Linked DNA regions of Oryctolagus cuniculus: region 2 is linked to region 1. Evidence: chromatin contacts called from public Micro-C data. All regions are on one chromosome and are shown on one strand. Each heading gives the region's core, a stretch centred on a gene start, on an enhancer-like site or on the middle of the called end of the contact. The rest is flanking DNA. Distances are from core to core; before and after follow the strand shown. Region 1 overlaps LOC103349635 (a long non-coding RNA gene). Region 2 overlaps CENPK (centromere protein K).

The links. Hi-C and Micro-C count contacts between places; a contact is called where the count stands out from the background.
Region 2: a Micro-C map of ear pinna shows a contact between it and region 1, with 5 times the contacts expected there. The contact joins two enhancer-like sites. A contact is called at or near these places in 3 of 6 Hi-C or Micro-C datasets (ear pinna, psoas muscle and an unstated tissue).

The regions. Positions count from the first base shown.
Region 1 is chr14:86,007,646-86,012,617 of mOryCun1.1, reverse strand. It overlaps LOC103349635 (a long non-coding RNA gene), which reads right to left. Exons shown (of 4, transcript XR_517807.4): 3 at 4,902-4,972; 4 at 1-3,394. Among named protein-coding and RNA genes, the nearest start is that of CWC27, 250 kb to the right of the region's middle. Within about 2 kb of position 2,442, at least 7 of the 8 cell types and tissues checked have an H3K27ac peak or open chromatin away from gene starts, as enhancers often do. A contact at or near this core is called in ear pinna, where this site is marked.
Region 2 is chr14:86,448,226-86,453,018 of mOryCun1.1, reverse strand. The region is part of intron 12 of CENPK (centromere protein K); the gene reads left to right. Among named protein-coding and RNA genes, the nearest start is that of ADAMTS6, 10 kb to the right of the region's middle. Within about 2 kb of position 3,113, at least 6 of the 8 cell types and tissues checked have an H3K27ac peak or open chromatin away from gene starts, as enhancers often do. A contact at or near this core is called in ear pinna, where this site is marked.

The DNA.
Region 1 (4,972 bases), core at 1,193-3,692:
CTGCATTAGGCCTTAGCTGATGGTTGGGTGTACCCAATCTGGACTGAGGGACAATTCCAATTCTGACAACATCAGTCAAGCCACTGTAGGAAGCAGGACATAAACCATTTTCATTTTTGTTCCCTTAGAAACACATGGAACAAAATAAAGTTTTGCCAAATGGAAATACACAAAACCACTTGGGGAATAGATGTTATTTTTAAGCTTCTAAGAGGCTATCACAAATAACTGGGAGGAGAGTGGAAAGAATTCAAAACGCAGGTGACCTTTTAACAGTCAGAACACAGCAGGGTCAGCAATGCCTAGAGAATGTTGTCGGAGGAAGGGATGCTGAGAGCACAGGCCTGGAGGGACTGACCTCACTGGACATGATGAGACGGGAGTTGGCTTTTTCCCCATCCTGTGTGAGCTGGACAGCAACAAGGAAACCGTCCTCCAAAAATGGAAGCATGGAGAATCCATGGGTATTTTGAAATGAGCACCTGGGGAGAACTGGGAGCTGGTGTGTTTGCTGCTGGCAGCCAGGTCTGGGGTGTTGCCCTCAGAGGGCTGGGTCTCCTGCAAGAGCAACCCCCCTGTGGAGACACGGTGATCTGCCTTCCTTCCAGGTGGAGAGTGTGTGTGGGTGGGGGGAGGCAGTGGGCCAGAAGGAGGTGACCACTGCATTGTCGTAGAGGGAGCTGCTCTGCAAAGGGGTTGGGGGAACAGCAGGCGCCTCTTCTGGTTCTCTCTGGTGGCAGAGAGAGCCACCACGACCAGCCTCTCCCTCCTGACGTTATGTCAGTGCTTTACTGCGACCTCTCACATGCGTCAGGAATGGAGAGCTGCCTTGCAAAGAACACATCAATTACACGAAACTGCCTGCTTTGTGCTGTGACCTGCAACCAGGATGCAGCATGTGGCCATCTGGTCAACGGAGCTTTCCTCACAGAAACACTCAATACTGAAAACTGGCTTGGCTGGAGAGTCTGGGTCACATTTTGTCGCATAAAATTAAGTTGCCAGGCAGCAAAGAGGGAGATGCTGTTCCTGCTCACTCCCTGGTTGGACAGTGATCTCCCAGCGCTGACAGTCACTCTTAGCAGAGTCACGTGGCCTTCGCTAACCGCACCAACTATGGTAGAGTGTGTGAGATCTTCCAGACAAAGGCCCTGGGAGGCTGATCTATTCTCAAACCACCAGCCTTTCTTCCGCCATTCCCTTCCAGTGTCACAACTATCAAACAGGGTGATCTGCAAGAGATAAAAGAGGAGGCCTAGGCAGGAGCTCACAGACGGTTTTGATGGCTCAGGACTCTGCTTATCCCAGAAATCTGGCATCTTACAGAAACTCTGTGCTGCTCTTACAGGAAGTGGGGGCGAAGACTCCTTACAGAAAAGGGCCAGAGCACGGCAGGGCAGAAAATGCACTGCGTGGTGCTACCGTTTCCTCCCTTAGGCCCAGTGCTTTCTCCTGTACTTCTCCCATCTTTTAGGAAAAGGGACAAGGACGATTTCCCCCAGAACACTGGAGGCTGTGACTAAGAGAATTAAAACTAAGTGCTCAATATCAGTGTTCCCAGATTCATCGGCACTTATCTTCATGAGGACAGATGCTGGCTTCCCCTCTTTTCTGACTCTATCCCCATGGCAAAGGCACAAAAACTCATCCTGCAGGCAGGCAATCTCCACCCTTGCTCCCCACCATCAGCAAGGCAGAACATCACACTTTCAAGGTGTGGTCTCTCAGCCTATGCCCCATCATGTCTCATGAACCATTAAACCTGGGCAAGCGTGGGGAAGCGTGGAGGTATGGCCATGTGCTAGCAAAAACCTAGAGACATCTCCGGTTTCCACGAAGGGAAACGTCTAAGTATCTGATGCCATCTCCACTAAAGGGACTCTTTGGGAGCTTTTAAAGGGGAGCTATGTGAAATACTGCTGCTACAATACTAAGCTAAAAAGGTAGGACACAAGGTGACATATTTATAAAACGACTGTAGCTAAGCAATGTGAAAAACCTGAAAGACAGCTGCAAAGACACGCGGGCGGAAGGCTGGAAGGAAGTGCGTCAGAATGAAGAGGTAGACAGCCTGGAGGCTCAGACATTTAAGAGGGCATGTCCTGTGTTTCCAACTCCGAAAAAGGGGGAGAAAACCTCGATGCTGCGCACTTAACCAGCCAGCAGTAGCACTAAACAATGCAGGCCCCGGGCCGGGCGCCGGGGAGCGAGGTCCCGGGGGAGCCTCCTCGACCCAGGCCCCAGCGTGGCCGGGCGCAGCGGAGCAGAGATGACGTCACCCTATGCAAACCACAAAGCGCTAATTAACGACGACGTCGGGACAAATCCCTGAGCAGACTTCCGGTCGGGGTGAGAGGCGAGGGTGCCCCAGACGACACCGCGCTCCCAGACGCCGAGGCGGAGCCGGCGACCGCCGCTCACGCCCCGCCCCTCCCCCGAGAGGGTCCCGGAGCCGCGCGTGGCGCGCGGGGCGCATGCGCAGCAGCGTGCAGGCCGGGCTCGCGGCAGCCCCCAGCAGGCCGCTGTCTGTCCGCTCTCGGCGCAGGTTTCTTAATGCACTGGCCGAGGTCGCGCCGCGCCCAGCCGTGCTCTGAAAGGTCACAGTCACTGCGGTGGGGAGGCAGTTGTTTGGCTGAGACGTAGTCTAATACCAGAGTCGAAATGGGTAAATCAGGTCCTGGCCCGTCACTGGAAGATCCTTCGAGAGAGGGCGCATTCTTATTAAAAGTATAGGGTTTCACCGCCGCCCGCTGTAACGACGTGGGTGCTACCGCCCCATGTTTATTCATGATCTTCTTTTCCTTAAAATCGTGTTAAGGGTTTCTTCCCGTCGTCAGAGTACCGCAGTCCCGGCTCGGCGGTTCTGTCAGCGGCGGATGGCGGGTGTTGGGGTGCGGTTCCCCACCGGTAGGAGCAGAATAGGGACCAGGAGCCTTTGGTGTGCGCAGGCTTCCCCTCACGGCTGTCCTGAGAGAGTTTGCACAAAAGGTGTGCCCTGGAGAAAGTGAGAACATCACTCGGGTTGTCTGAGATGTCAAAGGATACTGGGCAGTGACGTTTCTTCAGGTCCGCTGAGAATTATTTCTGGGTGAAGCCAGACAGGTTTTAGGTGCAGCAAGTAGGAACAAGAACCTATTTCGTGCGAGGCCCCGGGGTCCGGCTCAGGAGGAGAGGCCACGAAGGAGCCTTTGGAGTGAGGGGTACCCCCACCTTGCCTTCGTGGCCTTGCTCGTGTCAGATTCTTCCTCCAGCTTAGCTTCCCGGTCAGTCCTGACGAAAGAGCTCCCACTTGAGTGCTTGCTGGTCAGCCTCCCCACTCTGTTGTCTGGCAGCTCAGGCAGATGCTGAGCAGGGCGCCACAGAGGCCACAGCCCAGAGGGAAAGTACCTGGAGCCTGGAGGTGAAAGGAGATAAAGCCGAGTCTGGGTCTAGGTGGGTAGAACTGCTGCTTCTCCAGTCTGCAACACGGACTACCCTGCGCATGGAGCCTTGGCCCAGCCTTTTCCTTTTCTTTCCTTTTCCCTTTCTCTTAGAAAACAAAGGCCTCATCAGGGTTGTTTTATGAACTTCACCAGTACAGTAAGTGCTACAGCATGTTAGATCGCCTTGGCAGGGAGAAGGGCCTTTTATCTGCTTTTGATCAAGGCTGGAGTCTCAGGCCTTTAAATCTTTGGAGCTCACAGCCATGGTTCCACACTAGCTGCTACTGATTCTACAACTCTTGTTCTCTTTTATTTGTATTTCTTTGGCTCAAGGGGCTGGGTGTGGGAAGAAGGGGTTCCTAAGCCCTCAGCAGCAGCTTGATTCCCTGTGACCTGTTTGGAGCTCTTGGTAACCAGAGTCAACAACGAACGGGGTTTAGGAAAAACAGCAGCAGGTCTATGTGGTTCAGAAAAGCTCACCCAGTTCCAAGACAGGGCAGGAAGAGATAGGGCTGTTTGGAAGCTGCTCAAATCAGAGTTTCTCAAACTGGGATCATCAGTGCAATCACCCCGGCCACTTAAGAATGCAGAGTCCTAGGGTTGATAGCTATCTGTGTTTTTCAAAGATATTGGGTGATTCTGACATTAGCCAGAGCAAAGCCACTGGCCTGTGGCTTGGCTACCTCAAATCAGGAACAAAACTCAGTTTAGGCAACACAGTGGGGCTGCTGATAAGAGCTTCTCAGATTCTGGAATATATTTGGCCTAGTTTCCCAAAAATTCCATCTGCTGGGTCACTCCCCAAGTACCCACAGCAGCCACAGTTGGGCCAGGCTGAAACCAGGAGCTTCATATTCTATTAGGATCTCTCATGTGGGGGGCAGGGGCCCAAGCATTGGAGTTATCACCTGCTGCCTCCCAGGATGCATAAACAGGAAGCTGGATCAGAAGTGGAGGAGCCAGGACTTCAACAGGTACTTTGATGTGAGCTATGGGTATCCCACGCTGCGGTTTAACCTACTGTGCCATCTACCTGCCCCAAATCTTACATATTTGAATTTGATAGTTTAGAGGATAAAAACTTCGTAGGTCCATGCCATCTTAATATCAGCCTGAGGATTAGGTAGAAGCATAATAAACCAAGGTAATGGACATAGAGTATGATTTGGGCCCTGAATCACATTTTAATAAATAGCTATTCATTGCTTTCCAGAATCATTTAAAAGGAAACCAATGTAATTTTGCTAGCATGACCCTCACATTTTAGCACTGTCTCAAAGTGCTCACCAACTTGGTTTGAGAAGATTGGCAATGACCTGGAAACTGTGTCACCCTTGCGACCCGGACTTGAGGGCCCAGAGAGGGAAGAGTAAAGGAAATGACAAAGCACCCTTTGGAGGATGATGACAGAAACCTACGTATGAGAATAATCACACCTTGGGGATCTTGGAGGGTCTGCAAGCACTACTGATTACTCACCAGTTGTAAGATCTCCCAGCATTAATCCATCTTGGCACTGGGAAAGACATTACCAAATGACTGCACTGCCT
Region 2 (4,793 bases), core at 1,864-4,363, 440 kb before region 1:
AATGCCAGCATTCCGTATGTGAGTGCCAGTTCAAGTTCCATGTGCTTCCTTTCTGATACAGCTCTCTGCTAATGAGCCTGGGGAACAGTGGATGATGGTAAACACACTTGAGTCCCTGCCACCCATGTGGCAGACCTGGATGGAATCTCAGGCTCTTGGCTTCCACCTTTTCCATCCCTAGCCATTGAAGCTACTAGGGGAGTGAACCACCAGATAGAATATTGTATGTCTCTCCTTTCTCTGTCTCTTCCTCTCTTTCTGTCATTATGCTTTTCAAATAGATTAAAAAAATCTGTAAAAATTACAAGTATTATATGTTAATCAAAACTATTTTATAAAAATAGAAGAAATGAAAATGAACGAATAGATTAAAATAAATTTAAGGGGAAAGGAGGAATTGGGAAGATGTTGGTTATAGGACACAAAATTTCAATTATATAGGAGGAATAAATTCTATTTTACATCATGGTGATTATAGTTGATAACAATATCTTGAGTACTTGATAATTGCTGAAAAAAGTGTTCCCACCAAAAAATATAAGTATGTGACATAATGCAGATTTCTGTAGAATGCATAATCTTTATTTTCTTTGAGGAATCTGACATTTGATGGCATAAAGGAGTTATTAATGTTTTAAAAGTAATAGTGGTATGGTAGTTTTTTTTGTCCTTTTATTTTATTTTTTTAAGGGAAAGAGTTTATTGGGGGAAACCTGACAGACTGGAGGGAAGGGGCAAAAAAGGAAAGAGGGAGAAGGAGAGCAAAAGAGAGAGAGAGAGAGAGAGAGACAGAGTGTTCAGGAGACGGAGACAAAGAGAGTGTCCTTATATTTTAGAAATGCAGAGAAATAATGAATGCAATAAAATGATGTCTGAGATGGGCTTTAAAATAATCTCATGAAGTAGAACAAATCATAGAAATATAGATGCAACAAAATCCACCAATCTTTGGCACTTGGTAAAACTAAATGATAGCTACATTGGAGTTCATTATACCATTTTTTTCCTTTTGTCTATGTTTTAAATTTTCTGTAATATTAAAACATTTACATATGTATAAGTATGAAGTTAAATCAACATTTCATTTCTCATTCTCATAATTTTTTACTCTTACTCATAATGTTCTTAATTGTTAGGAAGAGACAAGGAATTTGTTGGAAATTTTTCATTACTCTGTTTAGACGCAGGATGGCACTCTTTGAATAAGTAATTAGCCAAAGTGAGTAAGTTCCTCTACAGTTCTGCTCCTTCCTAGGGCAGTTTGTTTTAGCTGAGGGCAAAAACTTTTCAGATAGAGTATACAGGTGATTACTGCTCAACCTTATTTTTCTGTGCTGTCTGTCCCCATGTACCTATTTGAAAAATTAAGGAAGGTTTTAAAGTTCATGACTATTTAAAAAGTGGTATGACACAAAACTTGCTTTGTGTCCACTTTTTTTTTTTTTTGGTATTATTGCTCTGAGATTTAGCCACTTCATGTATTTTACACACACACACACGAATTATCTTTATTTAATTCTATCAGTTCAATACCAACCACAAGACCTGTTTCCATATTTTAATGGCATTTAGCCAAAAACCCTCTGATTAAAATGAGGGCTATCGATTCTGTGGACAGATGCTTTCCTCTTTCAAACCTCAATGAAGCACTGAAAGAACTTTATTCTTGGACATTCTGAGTCTGATTCATGCTTTCTTTTAGCCAACTATTCATGGATTCACCAGAAGAATTACACCTACTACCTCCGGTTTAGGAAGAAAAAAAGATCAAATGGGCAATAATGTTAGCAGAAACTTGAAATTTAAGAATTGGTATTCAGAAAGGTCCTCCTTCCTACCCCCTTCCTTCAAGTCCAATTCCGCTTTTTGGTTGTGGCCATCGGAAATTGACTTGGCGTTAACCTAGGACTGGACTTTCAAGGCGTCAATTTTCCCCTCCCCCAGTCTCAGAAACTTTTAAACCCTACACTCAGCGGTAGAGACAGATAAATGATGCAGCAGATTACACCACTGAAAGACAGCATTTGTCCTGAGCTATTTTCACATTTTTTCCTGTTTCCGATTTGTGTGCCAGACTTTGTTTGCTTGCTCAGGACATGGAAAACATATTGGGCATATTCTCCACAGTTTAACGCCAGTGGCTTTCTCCCAGCAAATGAAAGTGAAAGTGCTACATTGTAGTGGTATTTTATCCTTAAAGACTGGACTGGCAGCTGGTGTGTGAACCTATGGGGATGGGGGGGGGGGGGAGGTAGGACTGGGAAGCTTGAAGAACCGGTTCTGAGGTTTTGTTTGTTTATGTTAAGATCGCAGCGGGGTTCCTGTTTTTTTTTTTTTCCTTTTTGGTGGGGAGGTGGGCTGACTGCGGATTTATTTTCATTTGGGCAGTCACTGAAGTTTCATTCAATGTACTTACTTAATAAAAAATGCACTCCACTTGCAGCTTTTCGTGGTTGCGCTTTAAAACACCATCCAGTCTCACCCTCATCTGGAAATAATGCAAGCTTGTCTCTTCCTCCGCTCCCTCCTCCCCACTTTTCTTTCTTTCTTTTTTCTTTTTTTTTTAAAGCCCCACATAACCTGAAGTCAATAATCAGATGGAAACTGTGCTGGTCTTAGTTTACTTTTCCTTTTGGTGGTAACTTTAGTTGTTGAAATGTATATAAAACACACAGGCATTTTGTACACACGTAGCTACCGCGTCTTGAAATCTGCATACTCCATTGATCTATAAAGTTTGCTGTAAGTTTCCTCAGCGGTACTGTTTATGTGCAACTTTTAACATTTTTATTGTGTACACTTAAAAAAAATGCACGGAGAATGACACAGGAGATCTTAACAGTGACATTAGTCCATCTAAAGTCACTCATCTACCTCCTCCCTTCCTTTTTCCAAGAAACTACTAATAACAAACCAGGCTAGAGTTTCTGAAAGAGGTTAGAGAAGGAGGAGGAAAAAGAGGCGGAGTAGGTTAGGGGAGAGAGGTTAGAGAGGCCAGAATTTCTCTCATTCACAGGGTGGAAAAGTTGACATTGTCTAAGCCCTTCTGAATGGCTGGTAGTTGGTTACCCTGATTGTACCTCTACTTCCCCTCCCCCTCCACGTGACGACCCAGGACACATGCGCACCCGACGCAGCCAAGGCACATCTGCAGACTGACGTCAGTGTGCTCTGCCTCCGAGGAAAAGCTGCCAAAATTTTCTCCTGCTGCAATTCAAGTTGGCTGGGGGCCGGTAGTGAGATCTAGGGCTACTTCAACAAAACTTTGCTGCCCTTCCTGCTCCTCTTGTCTTCTTTTCTCCTGATACCTTTTGATGCTCTGCACATGTTATTTGCATAGCAAAGGCACTAAGCTGTCCAGGAAGAGAGGGCACCACTTCCACCCCCAATAAGTCTTTTTCCCTTTCTTTCTTTCTTTCCTTTTTTTTTTTTTTTGAAAGTGGTGGAGGGGGGGTTGGAGAAAGAAGGTTTGCAAAGGCAGCATCTCAGGGTGATAGCCTGCTTGTATTGAAGGTATCTCTTTTTCTGCCAAATTGTAAAGTCTCTTTTCTAAAGCCTGGGTTAGCCAGACTATAGGGTTTTATTCTGGCTGCAGAATAACTGCAGAATAACTGGTGTGGCTTTGCAAGGGGGGGGGGGGCAAAAAAAAAAAAAAAAAAGGAGAGGGAGTACGTGAGTCGTCCAGTGCAATCTCTATTGTTTGAAACTTACTTTTTAATCAGAATTTGAAGATGAAAACGGTAAGGAAGACTTCACAATATTCAATGAAACCTTTTTTAAAAAACTTGTGCTTTGCTTGTCTTCGGAATAACGCTTAGAAAACCTCTCTCTCCCTCTCTCTCTCTCCCTCCCTCTCTCTGTGTATGTGTGTGTGTGTGTGTGTGTGTGTATGTGTGTTTTATGGCAATGAGTGAGCTTGACTGAACTCATTTTACAGATAGAAATCTTTTTAACTCCAGACTAGTCGGGGGTTGTAGAATTCTGGGACTTGCAAGTATTTTATGATGCAAAAATATGATTATTTTATGAATATACATGTTTTGTGCAGTGGACTTATTATGATTATTGTGGTCTCTTAACTGATCACCAAATAGTCATCAGGAAAGTAATGATGATGTGTGTGTTTTAAATCGATTTTCAGTTTTCCTCAAGAAAAATCTTCTGCATTTTATAGTTTCATGTCAGTCTTAAGTATTCAGACAAGTGCATATTTTATGTGTGGGCTCAGGGAGTAGCATTAATGTGCGAGCTGCAGCCCTGATGCTCTAGGATCTGTTAAGCTCTTAATAGGCTAATCAAAGAGATGGAAGCGTGTGTTTTTGATTTACTTTTGGCCACTTGGGACGTGCTAGACTCATAGCCCTCCGGAGCCTTGTTTATCGCGGTATGTCTGTATATATGGTGTATGGGACCAAAGTTCAGGGATATGGGAGGGGGAAGCTAGAATGCTGGATGGAGTATTGGAAAACCTTTTCCTGATAGTGTGTGCTTCAATTCCCGTCTGATAATTTCTGTCCTTGTATTAGAGGCAAAGAGCAAGAGAATGAGAAAGCGCACTGAGAGAGAACAAGAGTGAGTTTTCTTACTCTTGTTTTTATTTGAGCTGCCGGTGCAACGCGTTTGGGCCAAATGCCAACTGTCTGGGTCACACGCGTTTTATCCAAATAGATTTAGCGCTGCTGTCTGGAAATGGGCTGCTGGATGTTAACGTTAGGATCACAACTCAAACAGGGCAGCTCAGACTGTTACCCTCTGTCTGGGTGAAGTGGAATAGGAGGAGGGGGGCCGAAGGC